3 separate regions of the Muntiacus reevesi genome follow, and regions 2 and 3 are each linked to region 1. A link is a contact called in public Hi-C data. All regions are on one chromosome and are shown on one strand. The core of a region is the stretch at or near the end of the contact, and the rest is flanking DNA. Distances in the headings are between cores, read along the strand shown. Region 1 holds the start of ZC3H10 (zinc finger CCCH-type containing 10). Region 2 holds the start of DGKA (diacylglycerol kinase alpha). Region 3 holds the start of CS (citrate synthase).

Evidence for each region. Hi-C and Micro-C count contacts between places; a contact is called where the count stands out from the background.
Region 2: a contact with region 1 is called in a Hi-C map of blood, with 7 times the contacts expected there. The contact joins the promoter of DGKA here to the promoter of ZC3H10 in region 1. A contact is called at or near these places in 2 of 3 Hi-C or Micro-C datasets (blood and muscle).
Region 3: a contact with region 1 is called in a Hi-C map of muscle, with 6 times the contacts expected there. The contact joins the promoter of CS here to the promoter of ZC3H10 in region 1. A contact is called at or near these places in 2 of 3 Hi-C or Micro-C datasets (blood and muscle).

Annotation. Positions count from the first base shown.
Region 1 is chr4:171,040,046-171,044,946 of mMunRee1.1, forward strand. It overlaps ZC3H10 (zinc finger CCCH-type containing 10), which reads right to left and starts at 2,759. Exons shown (of 3, transcript XM_065934930.1): 1 at 2,690-2,759; 2 at 1,849-1,912; 3 at 1-395. The coding sequence starts at 340. It overlaps LOC136167349 (a long non-coding RNA gene), which reads right to left and starts at 4,611. Exons shown (of 3, transcript XR_010663088.1): 1 at 4,466-4,611; 2 at 3,762-3,784; 3 at 3,158-3,504.
Region 2 is chr4:171,207,887-171,212,787 of mMunRee1.1, forward strand. It overlaps DGKA (diacylglycerol kinase alpha), which reads right to left and starts at 1,876. Exons shown (of 25, transcript XM_065934958.1): 1 at 1,795-1,876; 2 at 1,559-1,683. It overlaps PYM1 (PYM homolog 1, exon junction complex associated factor), which reads left to right and starts at 4,703. Exons shown (of 3, transcript XM_065932209.1): 1 at 4,703-4,770. The coding sequence starts at 4,737.
Region 3 is chr4:170,882,571-170,887,471 of mMunRee1.1, forward strand. It overlaps CS (citrate synthase), which reads left to right and starts at 2,968. Exons shown (of 11, transcript XM_065934898.1): 1 at 2,968-3,298. The coding sequence starts at 3,257.

The sequences.
Region 1 (4,901 bases), core at 1,509-4,008:
TGGGGGGCAGCTCTCCTGTCTTTTTATAGCCATCCTCGTCCTCCTTGGAGCCATGGATGAATCGGCAGTTAGGACGGCTACACTCCTTGTTCTGGAAGTCATGGCAGAAGATGAACTCGTTTTTGCTTACCCCCAAGTTGGACACCTCACTCATGTCTGGGTGGCGATAGCGGCAGCGCTTCCCTCGCTTGCACACATTCCTCAGGAAGTCTCTACAGATGGCATCTGAGCTGGCCCCGCCACCACCTGCCCCTGTCCCACTGGTCTCCTCGCCGCCACCGCCTCCAGGGCCTCCACTGCTGCTGCCAGCGCCGTTGGCATAGCTGTCCCGGTCAGGCATCCTGGTCCCTCCCAACTCAGGGCTTTCTTCCTTTTCTTGCCACTCTTGGTGACCGCTAGGAAAGAGAAGAACTGTGTCAAACTGCAGTCCTCCAGAGAGGCCAAACTCTTCCTGACTATCAGGCAGGCAATCCAGCAAGAGGCAGGCCACAGGGACAATGGTACTGGAGGTGGAGCAGCTAACGGCTGAGCACCCTGCCTGGACTGGCTGGCTGATCAGAAGTCCTGCCCAGGCCCTGGTGCTCCTGGTCTGTGGCAGAATGATTCACACTTGCCTGGCTGATGGAGCAGGAAGAGAGTTGGGGTGAAGCCACCTCATATAATGATGACATGCCAAAGAGGCAGAGTGAGAGATTAGTGTTGGGTTTTATTTCCCCTCCTGTACTGACCTTATTAAATTTGTGGAAGCAAAATTAAAACTGCTGTCAGTGTCTGATCAGGCTATGAGGAGACTAGGAACTGTGGCTAAGATAAACTGGTGAGCTACTAAGGGCAATGGATAATGGGACACTGGTGACATTGCTTCCCTGACCCCCTCTTCCAAGGGATGTCAGGAGAGGACTTTGTGAAGAAACAGATATCCTGACCCCAGGAAGTCCTGAGTAAAGAGACTGGTATCACCACCTTGAGGGCAATATCTAAACTTGTCATTTTTTGGAGTTCTCTCCCAGATTACCACTATCCTCAACTCTAGGATGGTCAGCCCCCTCCCCTCCATTTCAGGGGAAGAGTTCGACAGCCAGAATCTCCACTTATAGACCCCCCCCCCAAAGGACAAAACCATTTGTGGCAAGATCAAGGCAATAGAAAGGTGATAATTTCACAGGAACAAGTAACCTGTCTTTCTTCATTCTATACCCCTCCTACCCTCCATGGGAAGATCTCACTGACATCAAACCACACCATTCCTCACCCCAAGAAGATCCTCTTTATTTATAGACTCTATAAAAGCTTTTTAAGTCTCCTCTTGCCCAAGCGATCTCAGGAATGTCAGTCCACTGCCCTGGTTCTAGCCCTCTCCTTTCCCCACCCCCAACAAGACTAGGAGTCCCTGCTACCACGTGTCTGACCTAAGCCTTTCCTAAGCAGTGTTCAGGCTCCCCCTGCTGTTCAAATAGGAAAACTTCATATTGTTTCCCCTTTAGTATAAGGGAATCTTGACAACTTCTTTGGCCTTCACGGCCCCCAACCACCCAGTCTGTTGCCTTGACTTTGCTTTCAAGGCAAAATGATCCCAAAAATATACCGACTGGATCACAGGCCAGAGTTGCAAGAGAATCTGTAAAAGAGAGGTCCTCTTCCTCCAAAGGGAGGTAGTCCCAGAACAGTAAAAGCAATCAAGGAAAAGAGTGGGAAAAGAAAAGATAAAAACTTTTACTTAAAGGGAACTGACCTGCTGAATAATAAATGGCATCTATCCAAGCCTGACCCATGTTACAAGTCCCACCAGGAGCAGATAATCATATGTGATACTCTTCCCCACCCAACTTTCCCAGGATTGCGTGATACCTGAGGTAGCTCAGGTGAAGTCCGGGGCTCCTGTGGGTCTCCACCTCCACATCACTGCTGGGTTCTGAGCAGGAGAAAAACAGAGACTTGGGTGTAAGAAGGGGTAAGAATGGAGAACTACAGAGTGGTTGCTGCTCTAAGAATGAAGTCTGACAAAATGGAAAGAGCTCTAGGCGCTCCAAGATTTCCTTCGGATTCAAATTGAACTTCCCCTGTCAAGGGGAGAAGCTGCCAGTAATAGTATGGGACAGAACTAATTTGGAGAGCCTAGGAGAAAGAGGTGGAAAACCAGCTCTGAGTGAACAAAGAGTAAGGGACGCTTCTCGAGATGAAGGAGAATGTAGGGATCAAAGCCCAGAGTCGGGTTGGGGTTAGGAACTCCGAACAGGGAGCCGTGCAAGGGCTGCGACTGTCAGTGCAGTGGGACGGCGGGTTAGACTTGGGGGCGGTGATTATGACGCTTCTCAACACCCCAGAGTTTCGGGGGGGAAAGTCCTAGGAGTTTCCCGGAGTAAGTGCTTCGCCTGGCAGGTTCTGTGCAGTGCCGCCGGAGCTCCGCCGGGGACCATATGAATAGGACACTAAGGGAGCACGAAGTGAAGCGGGAAAGGGAACTCCAGGTGACATCAAGCAGAGGGGATGGGCAAGGGTGTGACGTCACGGAGCTGGCGTTTGCTCGCGAAGCGGGGTCAGTCAGAAAGGGGGTTCGGCCCTACGACGTGAGGAACAGCCAACTCGGTCCTGGGGGGCCTTGTGTAGCCCGGCCGAGCCCAGCCGCTGGGCCGGCCCCGACTCCTCCCCTCCGGGCGCGGCCTCCACCTAAGTCTCCCGCCTCCCTCACCTGCCGCCGCCGCCGTAGTTGCTGCTGCCGCCTGCCGGTCCTCTAGCTTCGACAAAGAGCCGCCTACCCTATCGCCCTTCCGCTTCCTGCGGAAGAAATGACGCTCTAGCTCCCAGACCCGGAACCACACTCTGTGGTGTGCGAAGTACTAGCGCGATTAGCAGCAGGAAGCTCCCAGCAAGCTTTGCGCGTCACCATGGCAACGCGACCCAACGGCAAAACGCCTCAAAGTGGAACTCTGTAACGTGGACCTAGATAAGAGCGGAACTGATGGCTCCTAGGCCCGCGAAATCAACTTGAAAACCGTCCCCGGAGTCCACGCCCTTTCCAGGAAGTAAAGGCCGCCCAATACTCTAGGAGCTCCTAAGACCGGAGCCCACACCTCCCGCCCCCCACCTGTAGATAAGGAGCAGACAGACCGCACTAAGAGAATCCCCAGCCAGTGTAACCAGAAAAAACCACATAACACAAATTTTTTCTTCAGCTAAGACAGCAAAAGAGAGGATTTATTGTACACGTTACATTCAGCCACAACTGAGAAGAGAACTAGTCCACAGTTATCACAGGCCCAGGGCAAAGGACCAAAAGGGGCGGCTTGGATCCGAGCAAGGTCGGTCTCTCAAAGGTGGTCGAGGCGATCGGAATGGCCACAGATGTTCCAGGTCCACTGAGAAGTTCTAGAGAGTAGGCATGCAGTCCACAATTTGTACCAGCGCCCCTGGCCTCTGGCTTCCCTTGTTTCTGCTTCTGTGGCTTCCATGGGTGTACAAGTTTACTTGGACCTCTGCCTCATCTTTCTTCTTTTGCGCTTCAGCCTGAAAACCAGACATAAGAATACACCTCGGGCCCCACAAACCCGAGTTCAGTCTTTCCCTCCAGTCTTAAAGGTGCACCCAATACAAGGGACAGGTAAAATCAACATTACGATTCTGTCGCCTTCTGCCCAATTCATGGCATTGGCCAGTCAATGCTTATAAGTTGTTGGATTTCTAAACCAAATGTTCGTCCCAAGTTTTGTCCACTTTGCTCCACTCCCCCCCGACCCCACAGTACTAACTACGTCCCAGCATACCTGCGCATTCGCTTCTTCCTCCACTGGCAACCGATTATAACCAAGGACAGAGAGTAAAACAAGATATCATTAGTTTCAGTAACAAGTTTAGATAGAGACATTAAGAACACTAGGGGAGGCTTCCCCGGTGGCTTAGACGGTAAAGAATCTGCCAGCAATGCAGGAGACTCAGGTTCAATCCCTGGGTAAGGGAGATTACTTGGAGAAGGGAATAGCAACCCACTTCAACATTCTTGCCTGGAAAAGTCCATGGGCAGAGGAGCCTGGCGGGCTAACACAGTACGCGGGATCGCAAGTCGGACACGACTGAGCGACTAACACTTTTGCAACTTTCATGAAGAGCACTATTTAGAACCGGGTAGATTCTTGACCAAGTAGAGGACTTAGTCGCAGCAAACCACATCAACAATCTGTATTGCCACCCGAATCCCAGACGTAAAACGCCGAATCCTGCCTGCATGAGCTCTCTCCCACTTCCAGCCTCTCTCGCCACAGAACTTAACTACTGCCTATTCTGCTTCTCCCCACAGACCTTACGCACCACCTATTCTGCTTCTCCCCAGACTATCCTTCCTCTCCCATTAGCTCGTGATCACAACCTGAGGACCCGGCGACCCCGGAACGATGGCAGATTTCCCTTGCCAAGGTCTCCCCTACCAACAGCCAATTCGTACAGCTTTAGCTCCCTGGCAGGGACTGCTTACCTTCGCTCTCATGGCGCAGAGGTTTCTACGGGTAAAGAAAAAAAGTCTGCGGTTAGTTTGCTGTAATGATGGTAAGTGCAGAGATCAGATGTTTATGGATTGCAGTCGGAACACGAACACAGCCATCAAACACTCACCTCAAAAGATGGCGCTAAGGCCGAGAGAGCGCTAGGGGCCCGCCTACGGATATTTAATAGAATACTCAGTGTCGTCACTTCCGCTTTATCGCCCTGCCCCCTAGGAGGGCGCGGCTTCTCAAGGGGCGTAACAATTGCTTTTGGCAGTTCGCTGGTGTGTGAGGAGTGATTAAGCTGGAAAAATTCTGTTGGAAATCAATATTTTGATGTACAAGATCCCTCTCACCTGTTTTATTATGAGGATATAATATTTTTAGATATGAGCACATACTTCCAATAAGAGACCTAGAGGTGCAAAC
Region 2 (4,901 bases), core at 626-3,125, 170 kb after region 1:
TGCATCCTCCTCCTCTTAGTGAGGATTAAGGGAGGGTCGCTTCTTTCCTGCCCATCCTTGCTATCAGTGGCCCCTGAGAGGGAATCATTTGGCTTGAAGCCTTAAAATTTGTTAAGCTTCCACAAACATCGCAGACGGTAGTGTTGTCTGATTAATGGGGTGCTATTTCTGTGGGGCGGGGGGAGTGTCGCTGTGTAGTACAGGAGGAAGTTACAATGTTGGCATGGTTGGGGGATGTGGGTTCATGTGGTTAGGAGGTTGGGAAGATGCCCGGTAATATTTGCATGCCTTCCTCCGTAAACCTCATTTTCCCAATTTAAAGGTGAAAAGTGGGATTCAGACCCGGGTAGTTTCAGAAACTTCCCGCTGACAGGTGTAGAAAGGAGAGAGGTGGGGAGCTGGGCACCAGGAGGCCAAGTACCCTTCTCCACCCGTGCAGCGCTGCGGAGGTTCCAAAGCGGACTTTCCTCCGACTCGGGTCCCTAGGAGCCAGCTTCAGCATCCGTCCGAGTGATCAGGGACCGGAGAGATGGAGGGGAAGGCATGGGGAAAATGCTGCCTATGGGGTTCTGGGCCAACCCTCATGCTGCCCCGGCTCCTGGCGCAAAGCTTTCTAGCTACCCACTCCAGCTGTCACGCTTCCTCCTTCTCGGCCCAGCAGCCCTACCCCAGCCCGTGGGGCGTCCCCTCCCGCGGCCTCCGCCCCGAGCCGCTCGAGTGCGGGAGGGTGGGAGGCGGCGCGGGGCTCGCGGGGTCTCTACCTTGCATGCGGAGGGCGCGCGGTCGGAGCTGGAGCGCCGGCGCGGGAGCAGGAGCCCGAGCGGGGCTGGAGGGGACGGGCCAGGCAGGCGCGGCCGCCGCGGGGCCGCCCCGCTCCTGACGACACAGCTGCCCGCCCCCCAGCCCGGCCGGCCCGCCCGCCCGCCAGCCGGCGCCCGGCGCCCCCAGCTCGGGGAACTTGTAGTTCACCAGACCCGCCTTCCTCCTCCCCCGACCCCCCGATCCCCAGGGCTCTGGTCTGTGCCACTTTCTCCACATTCCAGCGCTGCTCGTCTTCCCGCCCCGGCAGCAGTTCTGTCTGTGCAGTGACTTACACCCTCTCCCCGAGCCCCAACCCGGGGAGGCGAAGGCAGAGGAAGGGGAGGGGAGCCCGCGGATAAGGCAGGCTGGCAGTTGCCCACCCAGCCACCTCTCCTAAATGCTGCCGCAGGGGGCCTCCCTTCCCAAGTCCTTTCCGTCCACCATGGGTTGAATTTATACTCGGGAGATGCCCAGCAGCAAGGCCAGAGTGCCAAACTGCACACCCTCTGCCCACTCTTCCCTGCCACCGCGGGCTCCACGCTGCCCGACCCCGTTTGAGATAACCTGCCCACCTTGGCCTCCAGTTTTCTCGCCTCTGTTAAACCCAAACCCCAGCTGTCTCAGATTTGTTTTCCCCAGGCTGAGAACAACTCCTCTCAAGACCACATTCCTCCCTTCATTCTGGGGTCAAGGTTCAGGTGCAAAGAGCATTTCCCTGTGTCCACCCTTTCTTGGTGCCCTAACCCCCTCACTTTACCTGCTGGCCTTGGCAGGTGGTGTGGAGGCCCTGGTCAAAAGTCGGGGTGAAAGATCTTTTCAGCTTCTCCTGTCTGGAATCTGCTCCGAGTTAAGGCTCTTGGGGCAGCATGGATGGTGGTGAGGCTGGTAGAGCAGGGGAGAACGACAGAGGCCTAGGGACTCTCTGGTAGGAACTGAGGACCCAGGCATCCAGCTCCCTGGCCCCGCCCCAACCCCCGTCTAACCCCCTCCTACCCTTCATTGAAGTAGGACACAGTGACAAAGGCTTGAGTTCCTGGAATCTTCACTTTTACACCTGGTAGTAGAGAGTGGGGAGGGGGGAGCTCTGATTGGAAGGGTGTATTTGGGTGTTGTGTGTGTGTTGCGCGTGTAAGTACACATATACACACGTGTAATATACACATATTTTTGGTGGGGGTTGGAGAGGAGAAGGAATGAATACATGAGGCCCTCTAGTGGAAACAGGGATCTAAGCAGCTCTTGACTTTTGAGACTTGGAAGAGAACCCTCCATTTTTGTCAGAAATATAGCTGCTGAGTAATAGGGTTTGGAGTATTATTGTTGCATCTGAACTGGAGATCTGAGGTAGGGAGTGGAGACGGCCTGTCTCTCTGCTCCTGTCTCCCCTCTAACCTTAAAAAGACAAGAACCCTGCCACTCCCTATCCTTCGTCTCTCCTTCCTACATGATCTCCTTAGTCATGGAATCGTAAGCACTTTGAAGGATTATTATACATCAGGTCCGGTACTTTGTTTTGCAGGACAGCCAAAGACATCGATAGCCCAGCTTAGGGACTGCCCCAAAGAGCATGGGTTAGCCATCCTGAGTGATGTAAGAACAGCCCCCCAGCCCCTCTTCCAATCAGTTCTATGCCCCTGTGCCCCGCACCTAGGAATCCTGGCATGATGCTAATCCTCAAGGAGCCCAGCCTTCCTGGCAGTTAACATTGGTAGTGCTAGCACCCTATGCACGTCTGTTTTTCAGTCATGCTCAGCTACGTTCCTACACGAAGTTAAAGATCCTCCTTTTAAGACATTTTTTGGAGACTTCAAAGTGGGACTTGAGATGACGCCTCTAATAAGGAACAAGACGGAATCACTTATACTCTGGGCTTGAGTTGTCTTCAAGATCTGTGCTCCATCATACCCCAGTAACTTACTGGTGGGGGTGAGAGGAAGAAAGGCCAAGAAAGATCTAAGGAGGAGGCTTCTGATGCCTACAGCTCCAGGTGCTCATTTCTTTAATCAACCACATCATAAAAATCAGAAAGAAAGAAACCGCAACGAACAAAGGGAAAGGAAAAAACAACAGCCGAGTTCTCCCCAGCCTCTCCGTTCTCTTCTTCCTCCTGGGGGGCGGGGGAGGTGGCACATCCGGGGTTCAGGGCTGGGTCCCAGGCAGGTCTGCTACGCAGACAATTGAGTTTCACTTCCTGTCAGTCCCAGAGCTGAGACAGGATGTCTGAGGGCACAGTGGGGGGCCTAGGGTTGGGTGGTCAACTGGAGCCACCTTAGGACTGATTCTTGCAGAAAGGACTCCTCAGACAGTACAGGCAGGAACAATGCATTCCTCTAGTTTTGCAGGAACAATGCATTCCTCTAGTTTTTAAGAGACTTCATCTCACTCTTACCTTTAATCATTAGTAACAGGGTTATGGAAAGGAGATCCCGCAGGGCTGAAGCACGGTCGGTGAAAGAAGAGCAAGGGTTAAGGACGGCAGTGTTGGAACACTTGCAATGACTATGTGTTGAATGCATATCAGTTTTTACACGAGTCTTTTTGAGATTTTCTGGGCTGGGCCTCTGGTGGAAGTCAGGAAGGTGGAGTATGGGAGAGAAGGCAAGATGTGACCCCATAAAAGTTCTGAAGCTTCACTTCAAAGCTTTAGTAAATTCCTAGTCATCCATTGCTCTCAGCTGGGTTTTTTGTTTTTCCAAGTGGGACATGCAGCCTAGTGTTGGAGGTGGTCACTTTTTCTGTTGGACATTAACCTAGGCCCAGGTGGGTATCTGGAGGAAGATAAAACTGTTGATGAGGAAAAAACAACACGGCGGGTGGGGGAGGGCAGGGCAGACACCTGAGCAGAGGAGGGGAGCCTGTAGCCGGCCCCTCCCAAGCTGCGGGGGAAACGAGTTTAGCAGGACTTAGCCCAGAAGCAACACGAGCTGCCGAGAACAGCGGGGGCGGGAGAACATTTGGGTTCCTAAAGAAAAGGCAGACTCGGGGCCGGGCAGGGCTGCAAAGGCAGCGACCGAACGGCTCAGATTATTGGCGTTTTGCCCGGAGTTGGATCCCCAGAGCACTGAGACGTGGCCGAGGTTAATTAGACTACTAATTGGGTCCGCCCAGCAGCCTTCACCTCACCCTCTGACCCCGGGGCGAGCCCGAGGCGGCTCCCGGGTCGAAGGCCTGAGCGAAGTTGGACCGTCGTCACTTCGCCGCCCGAGCCCCTGGGGCCGCCCCAGGGGCAGGGCCAGGTCCGGGCCGCCCGCCCCGCCTTCTCAGCCGTAGAAGTCGCCGGCAGCCCTGCAGCTGCGGGGACAAATGACCGACAGGCAGCGCCCTCGGCCTTGCACGTCCCTCTCGCGCGTCTCTCTCGGGAGGGTTGAGCTGAGCGGCCAAGGGCAATCGGCGCGCGATTTCTACCTCCCCACCTTCTAAGAGAGGGTCAGCTGGGCTCTTGCGTTCGCCCCCAACACTGGTGCGCCCCGGTGCGTTCCCGGAGCTGGCCTCCCCGCCCCGTATCCCCAGGCGGCTCTGGAACCTGGGCGCAGGCCAGGCCCTGAATATCCGCCTTTTCCTCGTTTACTAGCCTTCCCCCTCCCCCGCCTTCTGGAGGCAGGTGGGCCTTGCCCCCTTTCCTCCCGCAGGTCCTACACAGACGAAGACTGCCTGCAAGGGTAGGGGCTGTGCCTCGGAACTCCTCTCGGCGCTCAGAGAACTGCTATATACGCAGCAGGCGCTCAATACTGGCATCAACGGCAGTAAAAGAGGCTACGGCTCTTATTTTATTTTAGTCTTCAGCTTCTTTCCGCCTCCTTCACTTCTGTCCACCAAATGGTGTACTCTCCCTTTAAGACTAAAATGGTGGCTTGTTACGATCTGGACTCCACTTCCGGTGGGGAGGGGGGCGGGACCCCAGCCCGCTCACGCCGGAAGTGGTTTGCGTTTTCAAGATGGCGACTCCCTATGTAACTGACGAGACCGGCGGTGAGTGCGGGAGTCGCGGAGCCGCTTCTCCCCGGGCTCTCGGGGCAGGGGTTCGGACTTAGAAAGGGGTCTGTGCCCCGCCCATCCCGGGGCCCCTCCTTTGCCCCGCCCTCCGGACCGCCTTCCCCATT
Region 3 (4,901 bases), core at 1,718-4,217, 160 kb before region 1:
GTTTTTTGAATGTTGAGTTTTAAACCAACTTTTTAAATCCCCTCTTTCCCTTTCATCAAGAGGCTGTTTAGATCCTCTTTGCTTTTTGCCATAAGGGTGGTGTCATCTGTATCTCTGAGGTTGATATTCCTCCCTGCAATCTTGATTCCAGCTTGTGCTTTATCCAGCCCAGCATTTCTCATGATGTACTCTGCATATAGGTTAAATAAGCAGGGTGACAATATACAACCTTGACGTAGTCCTTTCCCGATTCGGAACCAGTCTGTTGTTCTATGTCTGGTCCTAACTGTTGTTTCTTAACCTGCATACAGATTTCTCAGGAGGCAGGTAAGGTGTTCTGGGATTCCCATATCTTTAAGAATTTTCCACAGTTTGTTGGGATCCACACAGTCAAAGGCTTTAGCATAGTCAGTTAAGCAGATGTTTTTCTGCAGTTTGGTTTACTGATGAATTTTTAGGGTGCATGCGTCTACTTATCCTTGGCCACCAGAGGGCACTGTTGCCCTTGTCCATTTTAAAGAGGTCATTCCCAAGGTCAAGATGACCTCAATTCTCAGTCTTCTCTCCCTTGTCCCCTCCAGCTTTTTCAGACACTTAGCTGTATTTGGACCTATAATTTACTTGGCTGCTTTATTCATGCTAATCCTTCTCCTTTAACTTTTTCTCCTACCTCCCCAGATCCCAAATAGCTTCAGAGAAAAGACTCTAAGTCAGTTCCTGGAAAATACCATTCAGTTCCTTTGATCCCTGGATTTTCCCATTGATCTTATAGCAATGGATGTCAGGACTGAACAACCTCAAAATAAGTCTGCTGCAGGCAGGCGGACCATTTCCAGGGCCTGAAGTGTGTCTCCTGCCTAATATTCAGAAATGAATTGTCTGAGGAGACACACATGCTGACGAAGCAAGAGATTTGAATTGGGCCGGGCAGCCAGGGGGAGGCCGTAGGGTAAGAGACCCAGGGGGCTGCTCTGCCACGTGGCTCCACGTCTCGGGTTTATGGTGATGGGGTTAGTTTCTGGCTTGTCCATGGACAATCATTCTGACTCAGGGTTCACCTTGGTGGCACATACATTGCTCAGCAAAGATGAATGCCAGCGAGTTTTCTGGGAGGTGGTAGGACATGTGGTGTCTCCTTTTAACCTTTCCTGAACTCTTCTGGTTGGTGGTGGCTTATTAGTTCCGTGTTCCTTAGTAGGACCGCCTATCACAAAATAACTCAGGCAACTAGTTACTGTGGTGCCTGGCCAGGGTGGGCGGTTTCAGTCAGTGTGTTTCCCCTAACAAGTCCATAAAGGCCTCATGACGCGAGGCTCCAGGACACTATACGCATTATTGTTCCCCACTCTTCCTCTCATCATTAGAGCTCCAGAATAGGTTACGCTCATGGCCACTCAGCAATTATCCCTTGGGTAGCCTCACCCTAAGAATGCCTCCTGTCTGTTGGGGCGCTGGAGTTCAGTCCTCTGGCCTGCAGGCTAGTCCCTGTGGATGATTAACCAGAGAGAAGAAACCAGGCCGAACTATTCTAGGGTTAGGAGGAAATCCTCTGTGAGATGCTAAATTGGGACCAAGTATTGATCGGTGGAGCTTTGAAGTCACCGAGGAGATAGCTAAGTTCAGTGCTCCTCTGGGGCACCATTTACGAAGTTCTTTCCTAGGATCTGATCCCCAAGCCAAAAAAGCATTGCTTGGTCGGTGTAAAGCTAAGTATAAAGAAACCTGGCAAGAGAAAATGACTTTTCTTTTCTCTCTTTCCAAGTTCAAGCTATAAACTAGGTTCTTTATAAATGGGATCTAGCTAAACCTGGCTTAGATGGTACTGAGACCTCTGAACTTTGTTACTTCTATGTAAGGAGATAAAAGGACTGTTCGTCTGGGGTGTGGGTCAGTTCTTCTCTGCCCTCGGGTCAATGACAGTGATAGCCTATAGAGGTTGAAAGGTTCTAAGTTCTTGTCTACCCAGAATTAGTCAAGAATGATATAGAAGACCACTTCAGTGCCATGGTTCATTTAACGGTCTCTGGGGAGCACAGGATAAGAGTATATAGAAGACAGCCAAGTACGTGTAAAGGCCCAAAGGCCCTATGAGAGTAACAGGAGTGCTGTAACAAAAAGGAGATGATTGGGGGTGAAGGGTTATTCTGCAGCTCCTGATCTTTTGGTTATATGTGGTGTGGACTGGTTGTGTGGGGTTATGTGACTGGAGTGGCAACGAGGCTAACGCCCAGAACCCAGAGGCTCTGGACTGCTCTGGAAGCTCTCACACTAAGGGGGCCTTTGTAAGAGTTGCTTTGTCTGACAGATGGTAAAGAATCGGCCTGCGATGCAGGAGACCTGGGTTCTGACCCCTGGGTCAGGAAGATCCCCTGGAGGGAATGGCAACCCACGCTAGTATCTCGCCTGGAGAATTCCATGGACAGAGGAGCCTGGCGGGCTACAGTGCATAGTCACCAAGAGCGGAACACGAGTGAGCAGATATCACTTCCCAAGACTTGGGTTTCCTGGCAGTAATCACAGACCTGCCTGCCGGCAACGAGCACGGGGTACTCGGGCTCCCGCGTTTGCTTTCCTTCTCCGCATTTTGGGATCCGTTGGTTTCTGTAACACCACGGTGCTGCTTCCAAGTAGCTAATTCTGGCGGCAGAGCCTGTGTCCCCGTGATGTCACCTCTAAGGCCACTCAGTCACTAACCGCTGACATTGATCAGGAAAGCGCCGACGGCGTGGGACCAGTGGCCGCGGGAGTACTAAGGGGCTGGCTTCCGAGGGCCTCTCAAAGGTCAGCGTGCTTGGAGCTTTTCTCTCACAGCCGCCTTACAGTGAGCCCTAAACGCGCTAAGGGCAAGGGGGAAGCCGAAGGAGGAAGTTAACGAGTTCTCAGGCGCAGACTTAACCACCTACACGCTTCCCCCCGCCCATCCGCCCTCAGTTAGCCGACCCCGGACGGTCCAATCCTCCCCGCCACAGCCGCCGTCGGCGGCTCAGGGCCCGCCCCCCGCGCGCCCTGGGCCAATGGCCGCGCGCGAGGCGTGTCCCCGCGGGAGGGGCGGGGCGGGCTCCGGGCGGGGGGCGGGGCCTCGCCGAGGACCCCGGGCTGGGCGCCGCCGCCGGCTCGTCTACTGCTTCCCTCAGCCTCCTCCTTTCAACCTTGCTCCCCGCGTCCGCGCGGCCTCCGGTGCAGCGGCGCCGCCTCCGTTCCTGCCGCAGCTCTCTTCCCTTCTTCCCTCCCTGGCAGATCCCCGAGTTCGCCCGCCATGGCTCTACTCACTGCGGCCGCCCGGCTCTTCGGGGCTAAGGTGAGCAACCGGGAGGGACCGCGCGGCCCCAGGGTGGGGCTGAGGCGACCGCAGGCCCTCAAGCCCGGGGTCTCCCTCCCCTACCCAGGCGCACCCCCGCGCGTCTTAAAGGGGCCTGCGCCTGGCTGGCCGCCCGCCCTGCTTGGCGCTCCCGGGGCTCTGCGCTTTCCGGCCCACTGGGGGTGAAGTGAGTGCTGCCCGCCCTGGCCTGAGGTCTTGGGCCGGTGGGAAGGCCGGACCGAGCTGTCACCCCGCGTGCCAAGGGTGGAAGAGGCTGGGGTGCCTGGCCTTGGAAAAAGGAGTGAAGAACGTAGATGGGTGCCACTGGGATTAGGGAAAGCGCTTGTTTGGAAGGAGGGGCTGGCTAACAAGCGGCAAGGGCGAGCAGATGTGCTCACTCTGTCCTGGGCCGGAGCCGCAGCCGTGGCTGGTTTCAGCTTCGGCTAGGTAGAGAGGTCCTTGTCAGTCTCAGAACTGCCGGCTTCCATTTCTCCAGCCCAGATACTTAAACCTTTGGTGACCAAGCATAGTAGTTCCTTCTGGAGGAATGCGACTCGGGTCCTCTCTGTCCTTGGGACTTTTGCACTTACTCTGTATAGGAGGAGCTCGGGTGGGGTGGACGGCTTGTGTAGAACCTTCTGCATGATTATCGCGTGTGATTGGAGAAAACTTGTCCCTGTAAACTGCAGGCTGATAAGGGAAGATAACTGGGCGGGAGATAGTAATTCCAAGGTTACATGACCGGCCCTACTACTTGCTCACTTAAGTTTTTTTTTTTTTTTTTTTTTTTTTTGCTCACTTAAGTTTTACTGTTGCTTTTAAATCTGCTCTACCCAAGAAAGGTTCCTCTTTGGGGGGGGACCCCTTTACTTTTTAAAAATTTATTAGGCTGCAGCACACGGAATCTAGTTCCCTGAACAGGGATGGAATCCAGGCCCTCCACTTTGGGAGCCTGGAGTCTGAGCCACCAGGGAAGTCCCATGGGGGGCCCTTTATTTGACTTTTGCTGTTGTTGGGATCGTAAGGAATGTTGTTGCTTACACAGTGTTTTCCATTTCATATTGCCAAAATTACTTTTGTCTCTGGGTAACTGGGTACTTTAAACAGAAAGACTGGTGTGCTGAGGGGTCCCAGCCTTCTAATCCAAGCAGGGACAGTCCCACAAGTGACCTTGACTCTTGCAAAGAACTTACACTTTTTTCTTCTGCAGACAAATTAAAGCTGCCAGCACCTAAGGGGAGGAAAGGAAAAAACTAGAAAGGTTTTGTCTTACAGTGTGTTATCTTGAATGGTTGGCAGATAAGGTAAAACCTGTAGCATTTACAGGTTTTTCCAGGTACTCAGCAGCATGGTGGAGGCTGACCACTTAGGAGACAAGTGTCTTACTTGATGGCAGTTCCTTCCACTACTAGGGAACAGGGAAGGGAAGCCTCTTGGGAAAAGAAGCAAGTTCTGGATAGTGTTTTGGCTGAATAGGAGATACTATAATTAGCTCATTCCAGAGCTGCTAACTCTACAGTTTGAAACAGCCTTTGGAATTTACATTTGAATTTAGTTTTTCTCTTAAACCTCTGGGGAAAGAAACTCAGAAAGTTTTTGAATT